5 separate regions of the Mus musculus genome follow, and regions 1, 2, 3 and 5 are each linked to region 4. The links are chromatin contacts, called in public HiChIP or PLAC-seq and promoter capture Hi-C maps. All regions are on one chromosome and are shown on one strand. Each heading gives the region's core, a stretch centred on a gene start, on an enhancer-like site or on the middle of the called end of the contact. The rest is flanking DNA. Distances are from core to core; before and after follow the strand shown.

Evidence for each region. Promoter capture Hi-C pulls out the DNA fragments that hold promoters and counts their contacts. HiChIP or PLAC-seq counts read pairs in DNA pulled down with a chosen protein or histone mark.
Region 1: a contact with region 4 is called in a promoter capture Hi-C map of liver, with 3 times the contacts expected there. The contact joins the promoter of Asb13 here to the promoter of Akr1c12 in region 4. A contact is called at or near these places in 11 of 39 promoter capture datasets (the 3T3-L1 cell line, 3T3-L1-derived adipocytes, the HPC-7 cell line and 6 more).
Region 2: a contact with region 4 is called in an H3K27ac HiChIP or PLAC-seq map of extraembryonic endoderm stem cells, with 10 times the contacts expected there. The contact joins the promoter of Gdi2 here to the promoter of Akr1c12 in region 4. A contact is called at or near these places in 3 of 39 promoter capture datasets (cranial neural crest and liver) and 1 of 115 datasets of contacts at active chromatin or transcription factors (extraembryonic endoderm stem cells).
Region 3: a promoter capture Hi-C map of hippocampal neurons shows a contact between it and region 4, with 2.8 times the contacts expected there. The contact joins the promoter of 2810429I04Rik here to the promoter of Akr1c12 in region 4.
Region 5: a contact with region 4 is called in a promoter capture Hi-C map of the HPC-7 cell line. The contact joins the promoter of Tasor2 here to the promoter of Akr1c12 in region 4. A contact is called at or near these places in 7 of 39 promoter capture datasets (the 3T3-L1 cell line, 3T3-L1-derived adipocytes, the HPC-7 cell line and 3 more).

The regions. Positions count from the first base shown.
Region 1 is chr13:3,631,840-3,636,036 of GRCm38.p6, forward strand. Asb13 (ankyrin repeat and SOCS box-containing 13) reads left to right here and starts at 2,193. Exons shown (of 6, transcript NM_178283.4): 1 at 2,193-2,336. The coding sequence starts at 2,294.
Region 2 is chr13:3,535,864-3,540,115 of GRCm38.p6, forward strand. It overlaps Gdi2 (guanosine diphosphate (GDP) dissociation inhibitor 2), which reads left to right and starts at 2,212. Exons shown (of 11, transcript NM_008112.4): 1 at 2,212-2,480. The coding sequence starts at 2,436.
Region 3 is chr13:3,476,475-3,481,026 of GRCm38.p6, forward strand. It overlaps 2810429I04Rik (RIKEN cDNA 2810429I04 gene), which reads left to right and starts at 1,758. Exons shown (of 7, transcript NR_045363.2): 1 at 1,758-1,878; 2 at 3,048-3,100; 3 at 3,435-3,527.
Region 4 is chr13:4,277,197-4,281,624 of GRCm38.p6, forward strand. It overlaps Akr1c12 (aldo-keto reductase family 1, member C12), which reads right to left and starts at 2,203. Exons shown (of 9, transcript NM_013777.2): 1 at 2,077-2,203. The coding sequence starts at 2,160.
Region 5 is chr13:3,608,346-3,612,796 of GRCm38.p6, forward strand. It overlaps Tasor2 (transcription activation suppressor family member 2), which reads right to left and starts at 2,763. Exons shown (of 20, transcript NM_134063.3): 1 at 2,445-2,763.

The DNA.
Region 1 (4,197 bases), core at 943-3,442, 650 kb before region 4:
TATTTTGGCTGTTGAAGAAAAAGGACTGTGGTAGTTTGAATATGCCTAGCCCAGGGAGTGGCACTATTTGGAGGTGTGGCCTTGGAGTAGGTGTGGCCTTGGAGTAGGCGTGTCACTGTGGGCTTGGGCTTTAGAACCCTCATCCTAGCTGCCTAGAAGCCAGTCTTCTACTGTTTGCCCTCAAAACAAAATGTTGAACTCTCAGCTCCTCTTGCACCATGCCTGCCTGGATACTGCCATGCTCCCACGTTGATGATAATGGACTGAACCTTTGAACCTGTAAGCCAGCCCCAATTAAATGTTGTCTTTAAGTTGCCTTGGTCATGGTGTCTGTTCTCAGCAGTAAAACCCTATGTAAGACAAGGACCTATTTTAGAGAATGTACTTTTGAATATGTAAACACTTTAAAAAAGGGGGTGGCTGCTCATGCCTTTGATCCCAGCACTCGGGAGGCAGAGGCAGGCGGATTTCTGAGTTTGAGGCCAGCCTGGTCTACAGAGTGAGTTCCAGGACAGCCAGGGCTACACAGAGAAACCCTGTCTCGAAAAACCAAAAAAAAAAAAAAAAAAAAAAAAAAAAGAAAAGAAAATGGAAAAAAAATGATTGCTTAGGAAACCTATAACAAACATTTATATAACACATGTACAATATACATGTATATATTCATATGTGTTCGATATAGCCTATATTCACATTTGCAGAATCCGTGTCAGGAAAGAAATGCTGAAGAAAATACAAACATGCAGACCTACCACACAGACAAGAAGGAATACCGAATCACAGAATCTCACTGCAAATGTGTGAAAATGAAGCCTATTTTTATCTGCCTAAAAACGTAGAAAACTTGCAAAGAAGCATGTGCAAGACCTGAGAGATGGCTCGGTCGTGGGCTTGCTGAGCCATCTGACAGGACCAGAGCTTGGATTCTCAGAGCTCAAGAAAAACTGGGCAATGTAAGCTGTCATTCATAATTCCAGCAGTCTTGCACCGTGATGGGAGGAGGAAGTGGACGGCTCTCTGAGAGCCCACAGGCCTGCCAGGTGCAGCGGTGAATAGGAGACCCCGTCTCAAACAAATCAGAAGGTCCTCAAGGACTAACACGGACTGTATCCTCTGACCTGCAAACACACATGTAGTCACATACACTCACATATACATCAAACAAAGCAAAACCAAAACAAATGCCCCTGCAAAACAAAACAAACAAAAACAAAACCACAAGAGCCAAAATTTGATAAACAAATGGCCAAATAGATACAGATCCTTTTACTAAAAGATTTGGAATTTTATTCCAAGGTTTATTCCAGAAGTTCGGGTTCCCAACAGATACCATTCAAGGTCTCCTAAACCTGTGGTCCAAGGTGCAGATGAAGTTTCCGGCCATCCAAGCATCCTTACCTCAAAGGATGACTTCTAGTGCTATTTCCAGTGATTCTGATGTTATCATGTTCAAGTCACGTTGTATTTCCTCCGTGAGCCTCTGTACTGGTCAAGATGAGAGTGTCTCCCAAGTATCTCACGTTTTTGGTTGACCTGGAACCCCCTGGGAAGACTGGTTTCTCCTTTCTGCTAGGTTGCTCATAGAGCTCCAACTCCTTCTGCTAAACTGGTTAGTGAAACACCTGATTAAAACCATTCACCAAGAAACGTGGTTTTCTTCAATGAATACCAGCTATTTGAAAGTTAAGATTTATTTTGAAAGAAAGAAAGAGAGGGAGGGAGAGAGGAAGGGAGGGAGAGAGAGAGAGAGAGAGAGAGAGAGAGAGAGAGAGAGGAAAGAAAGAAAGAAGTTAGGCATTTTGATCACCATCTTCAGTGAAAACGTTTTCTTCAAAGTTTCAGGCATGAAGAGACTGAATACTTTGCTCAGCGGGATCAGTGTAAACCACAGAAGGCCAGTTTTGGCAGCTAAACACTTTTTGCACATGGGCACGCGTTTGAGGAGCTAAACATTTTGCATACGAACGTATCTTTTAGCTAGGACACCGGGATTTAAGCTTTTCTGCCAAACACAGGAGTTGTTAATGGACGTATATTCACTGGTGTCAACACGGACACATATTTTGCACTCTTCTGATTTGCATGTCACCCTTCAGCAGTGACAGCGGAGTGGGGACGCTCAGGTGGCACGCGGCGGATACAGAAACTACAACTCCCAGCGGTGGCCATGGTAGCAATCAGGCCCCGCCCAGCGGCCTGCGCTCCGGGGTAGGTCTCGGTTTAGGTCCCGGCTCAGGTCCCAGAGCTCTGAGTCACAAGGCCGGTAGACAGGGGAGCCCAGCGGGCGAGCAGCATGGAGCCGCGCGCCGGGGACGGCTGCTTCCTGGGAGATGTGGGTACGTGTTTCGCGCCGCAACCGCCAAGGACACCACACCGGGGCTGGAGTCAGGACCAGGAGATCAGCACTTGGGGACAGAGCAAGCTCATGGGTGGCCTTTGTCCCAGAGATGGGCATCGCGCGCCGTTCCAAGTTGGTGGTCAGAGGCGTTGGGGTGGGGTGTAGTGATTCGAGTAGGGCCCGGACGATCCTGGTCATCTCAGACCGACGTTTAATGTCTGTCGCCCTGTTTCTAGCCGGTGCACTGTGCAGCTGGTCTTCTCTGTGATGCACCAGGTATGGGATTCAGAACCGCCAGTCTACCAGAGCACCGCACACTTTGGGGAGCATGCGGGGTCGTTGCCCAATTCACCCGCAGAGTCTGGAAAGTGTACACTGGTTGGCAGCCTCATCCGGAGCCTACTGCGGTCACTGCACCACGTTTGGTGCAGTGAATTGCTTGCGGGGCTTAAAGCATCCTACACATACCCTGTAGGTTGCAGCAGCTGCAACCAGGGAGTCTGCTCCAGAATGAGGTCATGGCCCAACACTGGGACATACCTGGTGCTGAAGAAGTGTCCTCTGTACCTTTGGGCTGTTTTAATCCATAAAATGAATTTGAAGGCAAAGGAGCATTCTTTGGAGAAGTACATTTTTTTTCTTGTTTACAAAATAATAATATGGTAAATAGAAAGGACAATGACATTGTGCTTCAATAGCTTGAAAATAAATAGAAGAAAGAAAGCCAAAATGTTCCTTTATGTGAGTTAAAAAAAAAGTAATGTAAGCCGGGCATGATGGCGCACGCCTTTAATCCCAGCACATGGGAGGCAGAGGCAGGAGGATTTCTGAGTTCGAGGACAGCCTGGTCTACAAAGTGTGTTCCAGGACAGCCAGGGCTACCCAGAGAAACTCTGTCTCAAAAACCAAAAAAAAAAAGTAATGTAAAGAAAATCGAGTTAATTTAGCTGCAATTTATTATGATTGTAATTACAATCATAACAAGGTAGATAGATCTTTTAATTGATTTCTTCAAAACAAACTCCTTCAGAACAATCAAAGCCTCTTTAATAAGCACCTGTTTTTCTTGGCACCCTTGGCTGGCACAAGACTTTGACCCTGATAGCGTGGTCACTATTTGATTCGTGTGACTAGGCAGTGGATGGCTAACCACAGAAGCCTACTAAGCATACATTTTTTTGTTCAGATAGGGGTTAGTCTGGCATCAGAGCCTGGCATGAGGGCTCTTACCTGTAATCCTAACCCTCAGAAAGTAGAGACAGTGGGGCTGTGAGTTCTAGGCCAACCTAGGCTATATGTCACAATATTTTCTCTAAATATTTTTTAAAAACACCACTCCCAAGTATATTTTCTGCATAGCTTGTGGAGAAATCTTTTTTTTTTTTTTCCTAGACGGGGTTTCTCTGTGTAGCCCTGGCTGTCCTGGAACTCACTCTGTAGACCAGGCTGGCCTCGAACTCATAAATTCGCCTGCCTCTGCCTCCCGAGTGCTGGGATTAAAGGCATGCGCCATCACTGCCCAATGAAAATCATATTCTTGATTAGCGGGTGTTAGGGTTCTTGGCTATTTTTGACACTGTAATTTAAAAAATTTAATATGTGTCCCCAAAAATGTGCCCTGCTGGTATTTGTATTTCTGGCTTAAACTGAAGGTGCTGGATCCAAAACAGTACCACTGTTCCAGTAAAAGTGGAACCCACCACAGGGAACTTTAACTGTAATATTCTGACTTCTAATATTATATTCCTGCTGAATGGTAACCAGAATATTTATGTATAGCACTTTTAGATTACTTTCATTTGCTTATGTAATTTTCTCTCGATTTCATGAGGTCTTTTTTTTTTTTTTTTTTTCCTCGA
Region 2 (4,252 bases), core at 962-3,461, 740 kb before region 4:
TTAACCTATGTCCTCAACAAATTATACATAGTTTGGGTTTATGATTTTAGCAAATGAACTTTAGCTGGTGTCCAAGGAAGGAAAGACCTGGGCTTCTTGAATTGGAAAGAACTTTTGTAAAAATAATTATTGCTTCCCAAATTAAAAAAAAAATCAAGAAAAAGTATCTGTCAAGGCTCTTACATGGATTCATTCCTCTTAACTGTACTTTCCAGTTTGACTCTTAAAATTGTTATGATTTTAACCCAGCTAGCAAATGGGACCACTTAACTAATCCGATTTAGTAAAAGTTGGGGGTAAAGGAAAGACAAAAAAAGCTGGCTGAGATTACATATGGTATGTATATAGTATGTTAATGTAACTTGTTTTTTGTTTGTTTGTTTTTTCAAGACAGGGTTTCTCTGTGTAGCCTTGGCTGTCCTGGAACTCACTCTGTAGACCAGGCTGGCCTCAAACTCAGAAATCTGCCTGCTTCTGCCTCCCAAGTGTTGGGATTAAAGGCGTGCGCCACCACACCCAGCTTCTTAATGCAACTTTTATTCTCCTGTGTAACTGTCATCTGGGAGACTTACTGCTCCTTTCTGCCAATGTAGGCCTAGTCGCAGAAGCTTCCAGCCTCCATACAATCTAATGTAGCCCTAGAATGTTTTCAGCCTCTGAGACTTACTGCTGAATAAACTCACCCTTTCTAGTTCTTTCTGAACTCTGGCTGGATGGTTCAACTCAGCTGTTCTGGTTCAAACTCCTCTCCAAGCTGACTGATTCAATCTGGCTCCTCTCTGCTTCTTCCGAATTGCTCTGCTTGACCTTTAACTATAGCAATCTGTTTTGGTTTTTCGCCTCTTCTTTGACTCATTCTGTCTTTACTTGTGTCTAATTTGTCCTCTCTGCAACCTGTCCCTTTATAACTGTCACAGTAAAACTGCTTCCTCCTCCTCTTCTGTACTGCCTCTTAAATAGCTTCCCTTCCCTCTCTCTTTTGAGAGCTGGGTATAACCTGGCAAACCTTTCTCTGATTCAGTCAAGCCACTCAATTAGACATCACTGTTAAACATGGGTGCTTCCTTCTAATAAACTAGTTTTACCTTTGGAATCAAAGGTGTGCACTTAGGGTGTGCCTGTATTCCAGCAAGATTAAAGGTGTGTGCTAAGGGCCGAGGCACAGCACAGCTAGTTCAAAGCCAGTGGAGCTTGATGTCCAAGGGGCCTGCAAATGTTGCTTTAATGGTCCTGAGGGTTACTGGAAGGTCTACTTTGCACCCTGACAATTCTGTTGTCCAAACAAAACAAAACAACTCTGAAATTAATTAGATTCAACAAAGTTTTAACAAGGATCAGGATCCAGAACCAGGCAGCACACCAAAGATGGTTCAGAAGCCCCACCTCTAGTGTGGTAATTGCATGTAGAGGCTGAAACACAGCAAACATACAAAATATAGTGCAATTCAGCATTTGCCTTTATAAGCACATTTTGGCAGCCTTCAGCCTGAGAGACTAGTTGAAGCCCAGTTGCTTGGGTACCAGGGTTATCAACTCTTAAATTTATAACCTGCTTTGCATCACAAGCTAGAATGCGGAGCATTATATAGGAAAGCCATTCTGGACCACATTTTACCTAAAGCATGGATACCAGTTTAGAACACATTTATTTGTTCGAACAGAACCATACAAGTTTAAAGCAGGGCACACAGAATCCTGAGGTCTTCCCAGCCCCGCGCGGGCAGGGGCAGGGGCAGGGCCAGGAGCCAAGCTGCAGAGGCAACGAGGCTGCCAACCTTCGGAGAGGCTGGCGTCCTCACGACTTGGCCCCGCTCGGCCAGGGCGATGCACGTACACCTCTCAAAGTCCCAAGGGCGGAGCTTGGGCTCCGTGGCCCGAAGCCTAAACAACCGTGCTCCATCTCACACCTTGGCGCGAGAGTCAGGCACGTGGTAGCCCAGCTGCAGTTTCCGCCTTGTTCCTCCTATTCAACTAGACCCTCAGCTTCGCATGTCGCCGCCCATACCACAGGAGCACAAGACGGGTGAAATTTAAAAAAAAAAAAAAAAAAAAAGCGCAAAACCGGAAGCCAAGATGGCAGCAGTCCGCCCTTCTCTCGCGAGAGGGGAACGAGGGGGGGAGAGGTGGGGTTAAGGAAATTCACCAATGAGAGAGCAGGATCCCCTTGACTGACGGCGCCGTCGGCCTCTCGCACGCCCCGCCCCGGCGCCGGAGCTCGCTCTCCTCACCCCGCGCTCTCCCCGCCTCCCCTCCCTCCCCTCCCTGCTCTTCTCTTCCCGTTGAGGTGGCGGCCGGCCTCTCCTCCTCCTCAGCTCCGTTTTTCCTCTCCTCGCTTTTTCCCTTTCCCCCCGACCCCCGGGGCCCAGAGCGGCCGGACTTCTCGCTCCCTTCTCTACGGCGGCCTCCGAGCCCCCGCGTGCGCTCCTTTCCCCGCCATGAATGAGGAATACGACGTGATCGTGCTGGGCACCGGCCTGACGGTGAGCTGCGGCGGGCTGCGGGGAGACGCGGCCGGCCGGCCTCCGCCGGGCCCGGGGGCGAGGGCGGGTCCCATCGGTGTGCACGAGCCTCGCCCGCGCCCGAACTGCCGGTGTCTGCGCCCCCTTGGGGGCCGTCCCCACTCGCCCGCGTTGAGTCTGGGATAGGGAGGTCGTGGCTTGTTGGGATGCAGTGATTTGAAGGCGTCGGTAGTGTGTTAGGGAAAACCAGGATGTGGAAGCCGGGACGTGTCCGTGGGAAGCCTGCCCATTGGGAAGTTGAGGGCAGAACCGCCCAGCAGCCGGAGAGAGACAGCCTCGTCCTCCTGCAGGAAGGAAGAGGACCGGGAAAACAGCTTGTGCTCCTTGCACTTCCCCTTTGGGTGAATGACCTCTCCCGCTTGGAAGCAGGCAAGCCCTGGACCGAGCGGGAGGGAGTCGCTGCTGGCGCCTGCACTTCCTATGTAAGTGGCGAGTAGCAGCAGCAGCAGCAGCAGCAGCAGCTTACTCAGCTAGTCTCAGGGCGCAGAAAGCCAAACAGAAGGATGATCGCTGATCGATAATTTGTCCTAGAGTTTGGCCAACTTAAGTTTCTAGAGAAAATCATGAAACGAGTTTCTTTAGGAAAAAAACAAACACCCTTTTTCTAATTGCTTCACTGCCCTCTCATCCACTCGCTTGAAATGGGAAATGAATTTTCTCAAAACTTGTCTGTTAAATACTTTTCACGTCCGGCCCGTGCTTCCCTTTTGTTTGGTTTATTGCGTGCCGCCACAGTTTCTTGAGAAGGGGGAGGCTAAGTTCTCTGTACTTGTTACACTTCTGGGAGGTTAGAAAATAAATGCGCAGTGTGAATGTACTGGTATGTAAATGTAAGGCGGTCCCTAATGCTCCAGTACGTTTTCGTCAGTATCTATCTGCTTAAATATGGGAAAAATATAGACAGGTTTTTATACTTTGTGCTTTCCCCCCGGCCCCCCACTGTGACAAAAGGGCTGATCTTTTGCAAAAAGGAGTTGGGAAGAGAACCGACCATTTTGAATATCAATTGCGGTGTGTGTGTGTGGGGGGGGTATTGAATGTGAAATTATGGGTAAATTACTTCATCTGGAACATTGATGTATGGATCCCATATGTCTATCCATCAAATGTCCAAGTCATTTAATAAGAGCCCCACGGCTTTCGACTTTGTTGAAATGCATTGGCATTTCTTTCTTTCTTTTTTTTTTTTTTCCTCGAGACAGGGTTTCTCTAAGTAGCCCTGGCTGTCCTGGAACTCACTTTGTAGACCAGGCTGGCCTCGAACTCAGAAATTCGCCTGTCTCTGCCTCCACCACCGCCCAGCTTGCATTGGCATTTCTTAGAATCAAATTAATATCTTTAAGATAAAATACTCGGAAATAACTGTTTTAGAGAAAACCTTCAAGATTTTTTATTCTACTTTTTTTCTTTTAATACTTTTAGGAAAAGCTTATTTTTCTCTTTGAAGTGATGAATGATTGCTAGAAGAGATTATTGAATTCTGACAAGTTCTCACCTTGTAGCTCTGGTTGTCCAGGAATGCAGAGCTCTGCCTATCCCTGCCTTCTGGGTGTTGGGATGAAAGGCAAGGCCAAGATGTTCTGCTCAAGGCTCAGTAACATGTGACTGCCCAGAGAGTAGACTGGAGATAGACATCATTGCTCACCTACAAGGCCATCTACTTAACTTTGAATGAATGACTGAATTTCTTTTATTTTTTTGAGGCAAGATCTTTCTCTGTAGCCTAGCTATAC
Region 3 (4,552 bases), core at 508-3,007, 800 kb before region 4:
AGGGTAATCACTGTATTAGAATTTAGCACGTTGGATGATATTCATACTTCTGACTTGATGTCATCAAAATGACTTCTTGAGTCACTGTCTCCTGTCCTAGAGTTCACTTATTTAGCAATTTGATTGTTCGGCTTCTCTGGAAATCCTGTTTCTACTTCATGAGAGCTGGGATTACAGGCTGCATTTATGTGGTTGTTACAGATCTGAGTTCAGTTGCTCACGGTTGTGTAGCAAATACTTGACCCACTAAGCCTTCCAGCCAGCCCTAATAACTGATGGCTTCAATATGTACAGAGATGAACCATCTCTGCTCTGAACTTTCATCTATTTAAACTTCTCCTTTAAAATGACTTTGTCCTCCATTTTATTATATCTCATGGCTGCAGCCAGAGTGAATTTCTAAAGTTACTTTTATTGTTTAGCCCTTTCATTGATTTCTTACCCAGTAGCAGAGTCAAAACAGGTCTCCAAACTTTGCAGGACCTTATTCTCCCACCCTCCTTTTGCCTCCCAAGCTTCCTTTGTCTGGATACACTGATCTTTGCAGCCTAAGTCACTCTCTGCTTCATGCTTCACAGTTGAATGACCTTCATTCTCCCACCCTCCCTTTGCCTCCTAAGCTTCCTTTGTCTGGATACACTGGTCCCTGCAGCCTACCTCACTCTCTGCTTCATGCTTCACAGTTCCTAGGATGTTCCCTGGCCTCCATTCTCTGCCCATGTACATGCTGCTCTGGTGTTTCCCTACCTAACAGAACTAATTATTCAGCCTGGATTATTACTTTCTTGACATGGTATAGCTATGCCCCTCAAGGATTATACCCTCAGATGGTAGCTCTGAAATTATCCTGCAGCTGTTGCCTCTCTCACCATACTAAACGTGTTTTGAACACAGGAAATCAGTGTGTTTGTCCATTGGCACAAAGGATGAGTTATAGTGAGTGATGGACAGGATGCATGCTATGACTAATTATTGGGTTACAATGAATTTTGTGAACTGTGTTGGAACATATGCATTTTTCAATCTCAAAAGCAAAGTTTTGTCAGTTTTCTTAGTGGAAATAACTGCTGTGTAGAGATAATTTGTCAAATAACATTCTCCCAGATCTTCAGTTTCTTCCTTTCTTTGTTTCTTCGCAGTGGTATTTCAGGTCATGACCTGCTGGTGGTGTGCCTAAGAGCTGTCTGTAACTCCTGAAACTAAGCCCTACCTATGTTTTCAGTTGTGGGTCCAGAGAAACATGTAGCTTTCTAGGGATAGACTGAAGTTGAATTTATGAAGGAGAGTGAGAAAGGGAGAATGAGAGCGATTTTATTTGAATATCTATCTCCTGTCTTTCTGGGAGAAAAACCTCAGGTTTGCAAAGCCAGTTTTGAAAAGAGTACTGATTATTTGTTTGCAAACTCTTTTCAAATGTCTAAGGTGGAGGAACGAAACTGTTGTACTTCGGGAGAGAAGTTGTTTGGCTTCCTGTTTGAGCATTCCAACAATAGACTATTGTAATAACAATGGAGTCTCAGATTGGATACCACAGAGGCCTCTTTTGCCAGCCTGCAATGTACCACCAAGGCTATGCCACCCGCAACTGGGCAGGAGGACCAGGACTGGGTCACCTTGCCCTCTGCCCTTGCAACCCTCTTGCATGGTGCCTACTAACTGTGAGCAGCTCACAGCCCGCTCAGGAGTAGGATGGGGGCTGGGCGTGCACTAGAGGGGCGTGGCGGAGGCGAGGAGTGGGGCGGAGCCATCCTGGAAGCGCGAATCTGGTACCGGGACTTGGGGAGCGAGGGATGCAACATGGTGCATCTGGGAGGCCTGCTAACTGGCTAACTTCTCCGGCGTTCCTCCCGGCCGAGGCGTGGGCACAGAATAGCGCAGGTGAGGCCCAGATATGGTGTCTCGATACGGCGCGGAAGGTAAGCGACCCCCGGGCCGGCGGGTCGGGGAATGGTGCTGACCTTGGAGGCCTCGGTCCGCCACGCCGCCCTTGAGCCTAAGGTCGCCGAACGACCGCCGCCCCCCACCCCTCCACTTCCGCCTCAGCATGGCCACCCTGACTCGACTACCTGCACTGCATGGTTCACCGACCTGTGAGCCCACGGATCTGGCTGTGAGCCCAGCCTTCGGCATCACAACTCATTCCTTCCTCCAGCGCCGGTGCATCTCGGGCCATTCATTCCCTGCGCCTTCCAGCATCTGCTCCTCCAGCTTTTGCAGATCATGGCAGGGGCGCCTGCCCAGCCCCCCCCCCCCCCCCCACCACCACCACCACCACCGGGATGCGGTTCTCCAGCTTCCTCTCGCTGCTCATCCCAGGTGCACCGGTTTCTGCCTCTGCCTTGTTCTCAGACATTCGGAGTCAGTATCCCAAGGCAATGTTTTCCTCGCTTCTTTTTCCTCGTTACTTTTCCTTTATATGCAGGGCACCTCTCCTCACGTGTAGGTGCTCTGTTCACACTTCTGAGTGCTGTTAAAATAGCAGTCCGGGTAGACAGAGAGGGGCACTTCTCTCAGTTTGGAAGCACTTTCTTCCTGGGGCTGGTTTGGAAAGCTCAGACCATCCTGTAAGAAGTTCCTTTATTGTTTACAAAACATGTCTAGGATTTTACTGCTTTCTTTCGACCAGGTATAATGTAGAATGGTATGTAGATAAAAATAGGGACACATAATATAAAGGATTTGTAACTTTTAAGGAGTATGTAATAACTCTTAGTTTTTGCCTGGAGAATGCGTGTTCCTCCTTTGCGTAGAATAAGACATACCTTAATCTAGTTCCTATGGAGTGCACATTAGCTCAGTTTAACGTTACCTCGATGGGCTTTCTAAATGTTTGAGTCTGTTATCTCACACTGACTGGGCTTTGCCCAGGGAAATACTGCTAGAATCTGCCCTTCCTGTGCGGCCTGTCCTGGACACTTGGAAGGTTACCTGAATGAAGCCCTCCATCCAAGAATTCAGTCTACTAGAGTGCACTCAGCTTACTGCTTAGCCTAGTTATTTGCCATTTTTCCTGAATTACTCTTGTTTTCTTTTTTTGTGTCTTTTAGGTCAGTATGTACCTCGTTTTGTATATTGTCTTGAAACTTTACTCCTTTGTATGGTAATTAATGCATATTTGTTCACTTTTTAAAAGGTGGGATTCACCTTAAAGATTAATTTCTATGATTCTCAGGTAGAAAAATACAAATTTTCAAAGCTAATGTGCTTAAATATGTAACTTCATTCCTTTCATCCCAATTGAAAACTAACATTCTAAATAGTGAGAAAAAACTTCTCAACAACCAATCACTGCTAATAAGTTCCAATGACGACATATACCTATAGAGTCAAACATACACCCTTCAATAGCTTTTGAAGTGGAAAGATCAAAGACTTAGATATGGGTTTGAATTATGTCTCTGCTGGTTGTATGACTTTGAGCTTTTCATTCATAGTTTGAAGACATCATTTTCCAGTTTTGGAGCCGACTAATGAACTAGTTCTTAAGTGAAAGGCATTTAACACGACTGTGCATCTACAGGTACTAGGTAAGTGTTTTCTGTGGCATACTCTTGTAGCTATGTACTAAATAGGGCCTGGTATGCTAGAGAGAAGAATACAATGAGAAGAAGACTAATCACGGGAAACCTTAGGTACCTGCTATCTACAAGTGAACAGATCCTGAAGGCTGGTATGATTCTTAGTGTTTTATTAGAATATAAAAGACTGTAAATCATAGTATAAACTGGGCTTGGTTAATCTCAGCACTAGGGGGCAGAGGCAGGAGGATCTCTGATAGTTTGAAGCCAACCTGATCTACATAGTGAGGTGCAGACCAGTTAGAGCTTGCATAGTTAGACCCCATCACAAATAAAAACTAAAATAAATCATAGGGGAACAGAATATTGAAAAACAAACAACCAAAAATACTTTTCACTTCTTTTCTAGTAAGAACAGTGTCAACTGAAACATCAATGTAGATATTAGTAGATTTTTAAAATTTAAATTTCCTTGAACACAACTTAAGAGTATGAGAAGAATGATAATTCAGAAACAAGTAGTAGGTTCCTTTAGTATCTCATCTCCTTGTAAACCATGCACAGATTCAAGTCTTAAGTTCTAGTGTTATCTTCCTTAGATTGTTGGATTAGTGCCCTCACTGGTGCCCTTAATTTGCTTGCTGGTCCTCACATAAGAATAAGAATGGTCTTTTGAAAAAGAACTTGGATTGCACTTTTTGTGCTCAGAATCCTCGAAACGCTCTGGGTTACATACAGAATTGAATCTAAGCTCCTTCTCCCTGCCACCAGGCAGCCGCCAACTTAACCTAAGCTTTATCCCATGACTCTCACTATTGGGCTTCAGGATGTTACCCAGGCAGATAGATGTAGTGACTTCTGGTTGGTGGTAGTTGCTCTTGTCTTCAATTGCTGTTCTTTACTTGTGAGAACTTCTGGTTCCTAAAATAGAAGCAAGTCTCTCTTTTCCTGTTGTTTGACTCTTTTGTTTGGTATTAAATTACATATTTTTTCTTTTTCTCATTTGTATTTATTATTAGATATACTTTTCACTT
Region 4 (4,428 bases), core at 953-3,452:
CTAAAATTATTGCCTTGACTGCCAGATTTGAGTAACAATATGACTGGGGTTTTGTTAAAGGTTTAGGGTGTGGACTGGGGAGATGTCTCACTCAGTAACACCCTTGCAGACAACTTTGGTATCTTAGTTTGGAACCCAGCTCTCTTGTAAAGCAGAGTATGGCATGCAGACCCAGTGCATGAGGAGGAAGCATCAAGGTGAGCCCTGCAGCTCACCCCTGAGCACTACAGACTCGGTGAGACACTGGGTTCACACAGATGAAGCAGGAGCATTGGAGGGCGGCTTTGACCTCTTACTTCCTCAGACGTTGTTCACAACACGCAAAGACACATACAATCATACAACACTTACAAAGGGTTGAAAAAGTAAATGAGAGTGGCTTTTTCATTGTCCTAAGAATCTCTACAGCTATCCTTTCACGATAAAAGACAGTGACTAAAATTCTGGCTTCTACCACCTTTTGTGGAAACCAGCCGTGCCTTATCCAAGAGTAAGGACACTGTGAGTTATCAAAGCTGAGGCTACAGTAGTGGCCTTGACCTATTCCTGATATTGTGCAACTTTGCAAAAGTAACAAATCCTGTGTATATCTCCAGATTTCTCTGGAGTCTAACAGGAAGGAGATGGACACATTTGAAGTCAAGGGAAGAGGTCCTTTGCCACACATTTAAAAGGTATCAGGAGGAATAGAAAACAAGAAAGGCCCTCCAGGTTCTCAAACAGTCCACTCGATGTTTTTTGTTCTGAGGACAACCATGTTCTAAATCCAAAATACACTAATGAATACCAATAACTCATATTTATCTTTACTAGGTCCTCCTTCTCCCCATCATAATGATGCACTATGAAATTCCAGAAAGTTTTCTACAGTTGAGAGTTATACATGGGAGATCTTACTTAGTTCTTGTAAACATCCACTGTGAGATGCTGATAGCTACCCTGAAACAAAACCAAAGTATTTGCAAATATTTGTTTCAGGCCTTAGTCTCCTACATTGGTTCCCAACCTTCCTAATGCTGCAACTCTTTAATTCATTGCCTCATGTTGTGGGGACCCATAAAATGATTTTGTTGCTACTTCATACTGTAATTGTGCTACTGTTATGCATCATAATGTAAATATCTGATGGCCAGGATATCTTATATGCAAACTTTTGGAAATCCAAAAGAGTTCCAACTCACAGATTGAGAACCACTGATCTACAGGAAGCCACCCTGAGTTACCATGTTCATTTCTGGCACCTTTCCTTTTTGGAATGAAAATTGGTGCTGTAGATTGTGGACATAAACATAAGTCCCCTCCCACACTGCAACCAAGACAGCTGTTGGGCAATCTGGTGACTTTATTCTCCTGTATCAATCTGTGAAGCATGGATACAGGAAAAGCATAGTGCCCAGAATTGTTAGGTGATGGGTCTGTCACTTTAAGCCTGGAGCTCACAGCCAAGTTCTCTCTTAGAGCTGATGGGCTTTGGATGGGAACAGTAAACTCACAAGCAGGCCTAGGCCAGAAAAGTAAATCCAAGAAAAAAAAACAAAACCAAAACCAAAAAAACAACAAAAAGGACACAGCCACATCCTGCCAAGCCCAGATTCCCTAGCTGACAGCAAGAATAACAGGGAAGATAAGCAAACATTTTCCCTGTCTCTGTAGTCACTGACTGAGTAATAGCAAGTATCCCAGTGCCACTGAGGCATGTACCCAAGAGCTTCAATATATGCTACACTATCAACTGCCACCAGGGAAAAATGTCTTTAGAGTTTAGCCTTTCCTATGTTCCCTATAAGCATGCCTCCCTATGGACTGACCAGGAACACGGATCTTTTTCCCAGAAAAAAAGCAAGCATGTTTATAGACCCCGTTCTTTTGCCTGAATCCTCATGCACCCTCCCATGGAACCAGCTCAGTCTCTTACCCATAGCCACCAATTACAGCTGTTACTGTAACCTCTATTTAATAAGAAAAGTCAACAAGTGGGGACACAATCAGACACCGATGCAGGGCAAATCTAACTATCTGCTCTCTTGTACATAGATTAGCTCTAGCCTGGAGATACTGAGAATTCTGTATTCTTACCTCCTTGGGTTTATAGGTGCCAAAGCCCAGGGCAGGAATTAAGTGGCCATCGTTTAGTTTGACATAGTGCTGTTTGGAGCTCATTGTCTCTCACTCCCCTGGCTAAGCACTTCCTGAGTCTTCTGTTGCCCTGAAGCGGAAGTGGGTAAACATTGTATATCAACTTCCTGTCAAATGGTTAGCAAGGGACATTCCCTTTCTGAAAGTTAGCCATGCCTACTCACTGGCTAATGTTTAACTATCTGCTATCCAGCTAATGATTAATCAGTGCTACTGTCTAGCTAATGGTTAACAGTACTGTTGTGTGCCTACTGTTTAAATACTACTATCGTCTCTCTAATGGACACCAACTCAAGGGAGGAGTCAGAAATTTAAAGCAGTATTCCACAAATAAGAACGCAAGCCACTCATTTTCATATGATGGATGAATTTCAAATAAAGTACTATATAATGATAAAGCATTTGTTTTCTGTGTTTTTTCTCTTGTTTATCTCATATATTATATATTATTAGAGAAGAGATTAATTGGATAATTTTGATACTGAAGACATTTATTTTCATTTGGCCAGTATGAAGCCTCTACTTGATCATGCATCACTGAAAATAATGATCTACTGCATACCATACAACATAATTAGCAAAGAAGCCACAATTGAGTTCTTAAAATGATAGGGACACACTCCCCTCACAATATTTCAACCCAAAAATTGCCCTATCTACAAGAAATATCAGGACAAAGATGAAAGAGGGACTAAGGGAATGGCCAAGGAATACCCGGTGCAACTTGAGACCTATCACATGGGCAAGCACCAATCCCTGACACTATTAACGATACTCTGTTATGCTTGCAGATAGGAAGCTAGCATAATTGACCTCTGAGAGGCTTAATCTAGCATCTGAGTGAGACAGATGCAGAGGCCCACAGACAAACATTGGATGGAGCTCAGGCACTCTTGTGATTATTTGTGTGGGGGAGAATTGAGCATCCTGAAGGGGGTAGAAATCCTATATTAAGATCAACAAGGCCAACTAATCTGGACCCTTGGGGGGCTCTCAGAGATTGAACTACCAACCAAAGAGTCTGGCTAGACCTATCCCCCTCCCCCCACATATGTAGTAGTTGTTCAGCTCCATCTTCATGTGGGTCCCCCCAATAACTAGAGCAAATCTATCCCTAAAGGTTTTTTGTGGAATCTGTCCCCCCAACTGGGTTACCTTCTCTCACTTCAGTAGGAAAGGATGCACCTAGCCTTGCAAAAACTTGATGTGCCTGGGTCGGGGGATATCCAGGATACATCCACCCTCTCAGAAGCGAAAGGGAGGGGAAAGGGACTTTGCAAAGGACTGAGGGTACTGTAGTGTGGTCCAGGGGCAGAGTCAGCAGTCAAGATGTAAAGTGAATATGTAAATTATTTACTGAAAAAGAAAAACCTCATGAACTGAATTTAGTCTTCTCAGAATTTTATTTAAAAAGTAATCAACAATTAAAGTTGAAAAGTTTAAACGTTTTGAAATTTCTCCCTGCAATTTTTTCCTGAATTTTTTTATTGTCACTGATAGAATTGTGACCCTGAAATACACAGTAAAGGGGACAGCACAGAATAGTGCTTAGTGGTTGAAAAACAAATGGCAGTTACTGGATTTTTTTTCCTGCACCATGACTTAAACATTTCTGACACATTCATTTCATAGACAAGTTTAATATATTTGCTTCAAATGTTACATATTTCTGTATGTATGCTGAGTGTATCAGAAAAATGTGTCTAATCACTTGGGGATATAGTAACCAGCAATTCATGTGAGATCCAGCTTTCTATATGAGTGCTGGGATACAAACCCTGGTCCCATGAATTCATAGCAACCACTCTTAACCACTGGACCATTTCTTCAGTCCCTGATTTTAGATAACCATAAATAAGATGCTAAAATGCAGATTAATATTTATAGCTTATGTCTTTGTTCAACACTCATTAAAGAACTAAATTGAATGAGATTTAGAGTGGGAGAATAAATTTAAAGTATTGGTGAAATAGTTTTTTTATTCCATTAAGCCTAGAATGCATAGATTTCCACTAAAGCAGAACATATGGGACAGGAATACATAATAATTTTTAATGTCAAGTTGTCATTTCATGTGCATTAAATAACAGGTCAGGCTGAAATTTGTAAAACTTCATTCTTTTTCAAAGAAACAATTAATGATGATTAATAACTTTTCTGTATGCTTTCCAATATTCTAGAATTAATATCTATCAACTTGGAGTCTGAAGAAGTTGTTTACTAGGAAGTATATGAGCGGACAGAAGAGATTCCTTGGCTCTTAAGAGCATTATCTATCTTCGTGGTCTAAGC
Region 5 (4,451 bases), core at 1,513-4,012, 670 kb before region 4:
TAACATAAAATTTGGAACATAAAACAAAATATGATTATAAAGTATGACTTCTCTAAGTTCAAAACAGGTGAAAATATGTTAGTTAATGAAATAAAGACCATGGTGAAAGTTCAAGGAATACTTTCCTTCTAGAAAAGACACACACAATCTTATTTCTAGGTACCTGTAATGTTCTATTTAAAAAGGTGCAGAAATAGCCTGCTTGCTTTTGTAAACACATTTTCACACATAGTAAAAATATATTCTTAGAAGGAAAAAATAAAAACAATGCCTTTTCTTAAATGAATCTATAAATGTAATGAATAAGCTATACAATGCAAAAACAATTATCCCAATGTGGTTTTCCTATAGAGATTGAGATGCTTCATCTGGAAGAAACAAAGAAGGATCCTGAGCTTTCCCTGGTCCTCCCCCAAAAGAAAGTACTAATATATATCATAAAGCTACCATAGCTAGCAGGGCATGGTGGTGCACACCTTTAATCCCAGCACTCGGGAGGCAGAGGCAGGTGGATTTCTGAGTTCGAGGCCAGCCTGGTCTACAAAGTGAGTTCCAGGACAGCCAGGGCTATACAGAGAAACCCTGTCTCGAAAACCAAAAACAAAATTTAAAAAAAGCTACCATAGCTAAAACAGTATGGTAACTGTTAAATAGGGCAAAGCAGAGAGTATTCTGACCCAATTTCATAAACAAGGGATATCGGACTGCCCAAATGTTTGACTTTCTTATTCACTAGGAAAGATTAAAAGTTAAAATGAGGGGCTGGGGAGATGGCTCAGCGGTTAAGAGCACCGACTGCTCTTTCGAAGGTCCTGAGTTCAAATCCCAGCAACCACATGGTGGCTCACAACCATCTGTAATGGAATCTGATGCCCTCTTCTGGTCTGAAGACAGCTACAGTGTACTCACATACATAAAATAAATAATTCAAAAAAAAAAAAGTTTAAAAAATTTCCCCCTATTATTGGATGGGTTAAGATGTTTAGAAAACAGTGCTACCATCCAGTAGCAGAGTAATAAAAACCATACCTAAGGGGAATGAACATTAAAAAAATAAAATCATCCCAAGGCATTTAACAGTGTGTCTAGAATTATCATAAGAATTTAATTCTACAGTTATCATCACCTAAACCCTGCTTACAATAGCTGCAGGGGAAAAACACAGCTCTGTAAAGAAGAAAATCTTAAAAATGTCCACTGACAAGACACAAAGGATAAACATATCCAATAATATTTGTGCTAATCAGATATGCTACAGGTAACAAGTAGTATCAGGCAAGTTTCCTGGCAGTTTTCAAATTTCAATTTACTTAAATGTTTGAACCAGAGAGATGCCATTTATCTTTCTTATTTAAAAAAAAAAAAGTAGGAAACAAATTGGCAACACACTCAAACATCATCTTCTTTAAAACTAATTATTGACAAATATTCGTGTTTTTTTTTTTTCTAACTTGGGCTCGCTAGGTATTGATATACACTGGTAACACTGGAGCTACCCTTTACCAAACAATTTCCCAATACGGGAGGTATTCGCTTACACTATCAGGTATATGTGCTTTGTCCTAAACCTCTTCGGTAGGATTTCCAACAATCTCAGATTCTATACTATGACATATTCACCCCGCCTTCCTTTTGCTCTTCTAAGGGGAAACACTGTTGAGTCCTCAGGTTGTTTATTATAGAGATTTAGGAAAGACTTTCATTCGCTTCCCAGTTCTAAGTTTCCCTTCAGAAAGAATACAGGGGGGAGGAGCTTAACAAGAGGCGCGTCAAACTGGTAAACGGAGATTAAGGGAGACTCGAGATCTTCCGAAATAGCTCCAGTTTTGAAAGTTAAGCCACGGTTTCCTACCAAGTGCCGGTTGGTGCTCCCCTCTAACCAACCTCGGGGCCAGCGTACTGGCAGATCCCTTCACCGCTGCTGCAGCCGTCGGCTGCTGTCTTCCATATGGGCAGGCCCACTTATACGTAATAAAGAAGTTAAACCATGCCGTGCGTTGCCATAGATTCTACAGAACCCCGAACTCCGACCTGAGGGTTTCCCCAAAACCCCTCAGGGGGATGAGCTAGGCCAACCCCAGGCAAGGGAAAACTTCAGTGCAGAAGGATCCCATCCATCCCTTGGGGGGATGGAGCTGCTCTGTGACCGGTGTCACAAAACAAACCGCGCCGGGCTTTCCGCCTCGGAACGCAGACACCCATCCGGACGACCGCCACGGGCTCGGTGGAAACCCCGTCTAACCTTAGCTTCTGCAAGGCGGAGCTGAGCGGAGGAGCGGGGGTTGGGAGGGTCCCGCATCCCGGGCGACCGAGGCGTCTGCCCAGTGGCCCCCCGCGCCGCCCTGCCCGCCCACCAGTACGCGCCCCGCGAGCCAGCCACGCTCTTGCTTCCCCACGGGGGTCCTCGCCCCGGACGCCCCAACACCTGAGGGAAGGAGCGTTACCTGTCGCCGGCGCGGCCGCCTTCCCTGAAGAGACGAGCTCACCACTCGGTGTCCTCCTCATGCTTTTCCAGCCCGTCCCTTTCTCCTCCTGACCCCTCGCTCCGCCGCGTCTCCCGACCTCGCCTCACGAGCCCGGGTGTCCCGGGCGCGCGCTAGCCCCGGTCCCCTCACTCAGCCTCACAAGCGAGAAGCCGCTTCCGAAACAAGCCAGGCGCGGGGAAGGCGTCCGCTCTCCAGCCCCCGGGGAACCAGCGACCGGAAGTGAAACCTCGTGCGCACGGAGAAAGAGAGCAGGCTCCGAAGACAGAAAGTGAAAACTAAAGCGCCGTGCTCGCCTCGCCAAGGCCAATCACAAGGAGCACAGCGACGCGCAGGCGCGACCGCCGCCAGCATCCACGTTGCTCCTGCTTTTCCAGTAGGCGCAGGCGCAGGGGGGGGAGGGCAAAGCTAGCTCCGGATTGGACGACCCAGCCTTCCTTGGCTTCTCGCGAGATGTAGGCGGCGGGATCTAGAAGGCGTGCACAGGAAATGAGGCTCCTCAGTCGGAACCTCTTCTAGTGTATTGTGGGTTACTCATGGCCGCTTTTCTGGCTTTTTCTGTACCAGGTGCTGTAATGGGACAGGGCAAGATAGTACAGAGACGCTTCCATCTTGTCTCCTTGCTGAGGCCATTTTAGGTTTAACTAAAAATGATTTTCTTGATGAAAAATTACCCAGATGTTCTTGACTGGAAGCGAAGATGTCACAGCTAACTTACTTTCTGTCAAACTGCTTGCTGGTCTACACCTCCTCCTGCAGCTCCTGAGTGCGATCCAGGATGTAGTTTTGCCTTTAAAAGCCCCTTGGTGTAAGGAAGGTGTAAATGCTCAGGGCTACACTTCGTCCGAAAACCTGAGTATAGTCCTAGCTGGCAGGAGTAAAGACAGTTAACTAGCTATAAACTGAAGGTCATCTTCAGTGACTCTGGTGATGCTGGTTGATCTAACCCAAGTGCCACATCTCACTGCTGTTTGATTTTGCGGAATGTTAAATCCATACAAAACTTAAGTTCATTGTGGGAGTTCTCCAGACGAACTTGAAATTTATTATTTATATGAGTGTTGAGGTGACTATAAGTAACAATTCAAGTCTATCCTTTCTATAGATAAGAACCGCTGAGAGAAATTAAGCAGTACCAAGGACCTTGTGCCACGGTTGAAATTTTGTTACGATGAGATTTAGTCATTCAGTGGGCGAGTATACTTGTGGCTAGTTCCATATTAAAAACTGGGATTGGAGAGATGGCTCAGCAGTTAAAAGCACCGACTGTTCTTCTGAAGGTCCTGAGTTCAAACCCAGCAACCACATGGTGGCTCACAACCATCTGTAATGAGATCTGATGTCCTCTTCTGGTGCATCTGAAGACAGCTACAGTGTACTTAAAACATATAATAATAATAATAATAATAAGGGCTAGAGAGATGGCTCAGTGGTTAAGAGCACGACTGCTCTTCCGAAGGTCATAAGTTCAAATCCCAGCAACCACATGATGACAACCATCTGTAATGAGATCTGATGCCCTCTTTTGGGGTGTCTGAAGATAGCTACAGTGTACTTACATATAATAAATAAATCTTTTAAAAAATAATAATAGGGGTGGGTATGGGGGACTTTTGGGATATCATTGAAAATGTAAACAAGGAAAATACCTAATAAGAAAATAAATTAAAAAAAATAATAATTAACTAAAAATTATGGTCACCAGCAAGGTAAAGACAGACGCTACTCATATCTGAGTTCATTGTAAAGGTGAATTAAATTATAAGCTACCACAGTTATTTCAGGTAATAACATGGTGCGAAAATGAATGAAATGCTAGTAAATGAAGTTGGAGGTGGAAGACAAAAGGAAAAACACAAAACAGAAGGAAAACACCAAAGATTTAACAAAAAAATGGGATGTTTAAAAAGTCAAAATCCAAAGATGAAAGTGAACCTTGGAGGTGGAGCTTTATGAGCAGAATGGAAA